2 separate regions of the Mus musculus genome follow, and region 1 is linked to region 2. Evidence: chromatin contacts called from public promoter capture Hi-C data. All regions are on one chromosome and are shown on one strand. Each heading gives the region's core, a stretch centred on a gene start, on an enhancer-like site or on the middle of the called end of the contact. The rest is flanking DNA. Distances are from core to core; before and after follow the strand shown.

What was found. Promoter capture Hi-C pulls out the DNA fragments that hold promoters and counts their contacts.
Region 1: a contact with region 2 is called in a promoter capture Hi-C map of liver, with 5 times the contacts expected there. The contact joins the promoter of Macir here to the promoter of Fam174a in region 2. A contact is called at or near these places in 4 of 39 promoter capture datasets (the C10 cell line, cranial neural crest, liver and 1 more) and 1 of 115 datasets of contacts at active chromatin or transcription factors (astrocytes).

What each region holds. Positions count from the first base shown.
Region 1 is chr1:97,660,629-97,663,328 of GRCm38.p6, forward strand. Macir (macrophage immunometabolism regulator) reads right to left here and starts at 1,390. Exons shown (of 3, transcript NM_133825.3): 1 at 1,203-1,390.
Region 2 is chr1:95,312,339-95,315,038 of GRCm38.p6, forward strand. Fam174a (family with sequence similarity 174, member A) reads left to right here and starts at 1,290. Exons shown (of 3, transcript NM_026321.4): 1 at 1,290-1,912. The coding sequence starts at 1,479.

The sequences.
Region 1 (2,700 bases), core at 140-2,639, 2.3 Mb after region 2:
AAAACAAAAACAAAACCCTGGTTCTGAAGAAATCCTCAGCCCACTCTAAGCAAAGCGGCGTGGGCAGAGAGCCCGGGAGTCTCTAGCGAGCCAGACACTTGCCAGGGGGAAAGCACGCGGCTGTCCTTCCCTTCGCGAACTGGGTTCCTTCCTGGCCGAGATTTGCAGATTCCACCACTAGAGCGACTTTGGCAGCTTCACAATGGGCCGCTTCTCAAGGTCTGAGCGCCGGCCGCTGCCAGGCGCCCTTTCCTAGGCTTCCCACCCGCCCCAAAGTCCACCAGCGACAGGTGGGGCGAGGGTGGCGGTGCCCGAGACATCTGCCGCCTTAGTTTCTGGCCAGCGCCCGGCCGCGATTCCCCAGTCCACAGGCGCTCCTCCGCCACCGCCGGTCCGTCTGTCCGTCACCAGCCGCCGCACCGGCCTCGGCCTCGCCCGCGGGGTGCAGCGCGCACTGGTGGCCGAGATAAGGTCGCCAGGGGCTGTCTCCCGCCGCTATCTGTAGCCCGCAGCCGCGGCTTGTACACCGTTGGGGCCAGAGGCGCGGCAAGCCGGGCGAGCGTTACTTCTCAATGGGCCTCCGCCGGGCCTGCCGCCTGGCGCTGCGGGTAGGGCGAGCCGCCTAGCTGGCGCGCGCCGACGCGCTCAGACTTCCGCACCTTGGCACCGCGGGAGCGTCGCTCCGGGTCGCAGAGTCCCCGCACCGCATGTCGGCGGCGAGCGCACGCCCGCCCGCCCGCCGGTCCGTCCGCTCGCTCGCTCGCTCGCCGCGCGCGCACGGGGCGCACGCCCCCGCACACTCACCCGCGCCGCACACTCCCGCGTCGCCGGCCCCACCCCTGTGCCAGGAAGCTGCGGGCTCTCGCACCCCGCTCGGGCCCCACCCCAGGCTCCAGTCCCCCCACCACCACGCCAGCCATTCGCACCAAGGCTCAGGGACCAGCGCCGCTCGCAGCCCCGGTGTCACCGAGCCATCAGCCATCGCGGAGGCCGGCGCGGCCCGGGGCTTCCCTGCGCTGCGCACACACCGCGCGCCCGGCCGGGACACGAGGCGAGGAGGAAGGGGCGGCGCCGTGCCTGGGGCTGGCACAGTGGCTCGCTGACTGGGGCACCCACACTCACGCGCGTACCCCACCCATCCCCGCCACCACCTCTGCAGCACAAAAGGTTGCAGGAGGAGTGGCGCTCCCCGTCCAACGTACCGGTCGTCCAGGGTTCCGCCGGTTCCTCTATGGCCGGCAGCCGCAGACCCCGAAGCCAAGGGCGGGCGAGGCGCGGGGCTGCGGCGCCGAGGTGTGGGCAGAGGCCGCCAGCGGAGCCAGCCGGGTACCCGCTGCTCTCCCACCGCGCTCGGCGCCAGCTACGGCCCGCCGTAGTCCCGCCTCCTCCCCCGCCTCCGCCCGCCTTCCCGCCTCCTCCCGCGGGCTGCGGAGGCGAGGCCGGGAAGCGCAGAGCCCGCCTCCTGCGCCAGGCTCGCACGCTCGGCTGGGCGGGCGGCTGGGCCGGCGGCGTGAGAGCGCAGAACCGGAGGCTGTTGCGGGGACGGGAGGCGGCGGCGTGATGCCACACTGCTCCCGGACCAAAGTCCGCCGCACCCTCCGGGGAGCCGCAGCTCACAGGCCTGACAATGCGGGCCGCTCCCACAGAGCGGTGTGCTAAACTCTGTGGGGATGGCTGTGATTTTTGAGTTTCTGCTGATCAGAAGTTGAGAAGAGCAGAAGCCCATGAAGTTAAAATTATACTATAATAATAAATAATAATAATAATAAATGTCAACAACTAAATATGGGGGCGGGGTGAAGACTAAATTCTGAGTCACTTGTTTCTCTTCTCTTTTCCTTTCTAGCTTCCTTCCTGTTCTGTCTTTACAAGGTCTCACTCTGTACCCAAGGCCGGACTTAAGCTCCGGAGAACCGTTCTGCCTTAGTCTCCAGAGCGCTGGGATTACAGGGATGAGGTGCCATCCCAACAAGATTTTCTTTTCTCAGTCCATATGCCACTCCCCTGCCGAAGTGGTCAATGCAGCATTACAAATATTTGCTGATATTTATTTAGCTCTAGGTGCCAACCCTTTTGACGCACATTCCCAAGTTTGCAGCTCTCAACTGTGCTAGTCCACATTTTTAAGACAGAAAACATGAGTTACATCCTTGAAGTCACAGACCTTTCATATAGCTGAGCTGTTTGTGTATTTATAAATTTAAATTCAGGTTCCTGCATTGTGTGGCCTTTTAAACGGTGCTTTATCTGAACATAAAGTCATACATTTCATCTAGACTAATACAAACTTAAAGCAAATAGTTCATGTTCCAGAGTCTATATATGTCCCCCAAATTACCAAGGTTAATAAATACACTCTGGCTCCAAGATGTGGCTTCTGGTTTCTCTGCAACTGAAGGACACTTACTCAATTGCTTCTCATATGCTCTGATGTAAGTATCAGAAAAAGGAAGGAAGAGGCCAGATTCATGAATGTTCTCAGTTACTCTTCCCCAACATGATATTCATGTAACTTATCAAATATAGATAGACCCTAGTACACTGTACAGGTATTGAATGCTCAAGTGATTAAATTTTGTTTTATATTTATTTGTTCAGTTGTTTTGTGCCCCCCCCTCCCCGCCCCACCACCATGGGTACCTTAGTAGAAGATGCTCCAAGTATTTTCAGATTTGAACATTTATCACAGCAGTGTATTCT
Region 2 (2,700 bases), core at 40-2,539:
GGTATCTGCATAAGTAAATTACACAATTAAAAAAGCAGCTAGTCATATCATAATGCCATGGCTGTGCATTTCTGTATGTGGTCACTGAGTCCAGGTTACTGGGAGCTTATCTTCAAGGGACTGGAGTCAGAGACAAATGGCTAATGGGTACCAAGTTGGATGCTTAGCATAAAATGAAGTTTTGTTAACCCTCACAAGGGAAATACTTCAGCTCTTGTTTGAAAATGCCTGCAAAATTAAGTAGAATTCACAGATACCTGTCTTGTGACGTTCTGCATTTTAAGATTGGAACAGGCTGTCTAGAACATGTCTTCAGCTGTGATTTTAGAGGTCCTCTATAGCTACTGCAGTGTCTTCAGGGTAATCCTAATAGTTTCCAGGACATGGACTAAATTGCAGTTCCAGACCCTTAAACAGCTGACTCTTGACAGATGTCTGAGAAAGCCTTTTAAAAAATCTGTTTATAATAGACTGAAAGAAAGCTCAAGAAAGAACTAATCATATTTATACACAACCCATGCTCCAATGCCCCAGGCAGGTGTCTGGTTTTTCTCAGTGTTACTTGATGGAAATCTTAGATAAAGGCAACATTATTCAAATGTAAGAGAACTAAATTTGGAGTTCAAGTTCTGTAAAGTAAACTAGAGTAGGCAGATCACAGCCCCAGGTATTTGCTAAGGTAATATACAAACTTTCTCTCTTCCATAAGTTCAGGGATAGTTTTGCAGCTTGAGGCAGCCCATAGCAAAAACTAGTTAACAGGGGCACAATTTTCTTGTTGGTTTTATTTCAAAAGGATGACTGTAGGTCTCTGGAAATTGACAAGAGAGGTTTTTACAAATATTTACACTTTAAAGGGGGAAAACCTGAATAAACAACTTTACATTTTCCAAAGAAAGGGATTCCAAGAATAGTCGATACCCTTACAGCTAGAAAAAGCTCTCTTTAAAGTTTGTGATCCTCCTGAGGGAACTGAGAGGAAGTGTTTACTGATTAGATGTAGTTATGAAGTTTGACATCAAGGAAATTAAATCGAGTTTCCTATTGCTCCCGTTTCCCCACTTGGAAAGAACTGTAGGCATAACTGTTCATCTTGTTCAGGTTACCCACTCTGGCCCAAGCCTTTTCACTATTAGGAACACTCCTGAAACATGGAAAACCTAGTTGGGACCTCTCAGAGCGTCCCACAGCTACGCGTGCGCAATAGGCTCGAACCTCTGACGTCACTGAGCGCAGCCCGCCCCTACATATTAGCAACCGGAGGCGTCCGTAGCAGCAGTGGCTGCGGGGATGTACGAACTTCCGGTTGTCCCGGCAGGCTGCTGCCGCCGCCGCCGCCGAAGCCACCCGGCGCAGTCTCAGCCACCCGCTCTCCTCCGGAGAGTCGGCTCTGCGGTTCCGGCGCGCCCATGGTCGGCGCTGCGGACCGGGAGGCCGGCCCGGCGGCTGCGGCGTGCTGAGAGGCCGGCGTGGAGACCATGCCGACCCCGCGCGGCTGCTCCGGGCCTTGCCACTTCCTGGCTCCGGCCTTCGTGTTGTTGTTGCTGCCCGCTCTGAGCGGGTCCGGGGCGGTACCGTCGATGGTGGTCAGGGAGGTGCAGGAGTCCAAGTCTCCCAAGCCCGGGCCGCACACGCTGTCGCCGCTTCCTCCGGGCCCCACCGCGGCCCAGCCTCGGGGCCAAGCTCAGTCTGATGCTGCCGGGCTGCCAGGCGCGGAGAGCCGCAATGACAGCATCCCCGGGGCGGGGTCTGAGGCGGACGGCCTCGAAGGGAAGGCCGGAGAAGGTTCCCAGGGTGGCAGCCTGGCCGTGAGTCCCAGTCCTGGCGACAAACCCATGACCCAGCGGGCCCTGACCGTGTTGGTGGTGGTGAGCGCCGCGGTGCTGGTGTACTTCGTGGTCAGGACCGTCAGGTGAGGCACAGCCTCGATGGGCACCCCCTTGCAGCCTAGACCTGGCTGACAGGTGACCTGCTCCGTGAAGCAGGGACAATGTCTGTGACCTGGGCTTGACTTAACCCCTGCCCCCGCCCCAGCGTCAGGAACTGGAATCTAAGACCATCTGGTTGGCTGTCTTAATGGCCTGTGCTGCCTTAGCTGGTGACACAAGCTGTTGCCTTTCCTTTAGAAATCAGTAGCCTAACCTCAGCATCTTGCTCTCTGAGGCTTGCCTCTGCCTTCACAGACCCTGAAGTAGAAGTGCTCTTCCATCCCCAGGAATTTTGATTACAGTGCGGTGAAATACTTCTCTCACTACTCTGCAGTTGGTGTAACTAACACGTTTTGCCTGTTAGAATGCACTCCTATTTCTGAGGCAGGGTACCATAAAAGTAGCGCACAAAGTCCTGATTGGATGTTTCACTTTTGCAAAACTTGCCAATTATGTTTCTTAGATGGTGCCCTTAATCTATCCCAAAGTTAAATTGTCCTCAATTAATTGGGCGCCACATCTCTGGAGAGGTGTCACATAGAGGAAGACCCCCAAGCAGAAGGGGCTAGCTAGCCAAGAGAACAACTGTGGTTTCCCTTTCCCTAAAATGAGAGCAGATGGTATTTTGTGAGATCTGTACTGGTTTGTTTATTTCCTGTTTTCCAAATTACTTCACACTTTCCCATAACTACACACTACCGTTACTTAATGTCCTTAAATCCTCAAAACGAAATGTGGATTTTTAAAAAATAAGTACTTGTAAATGGAAAGC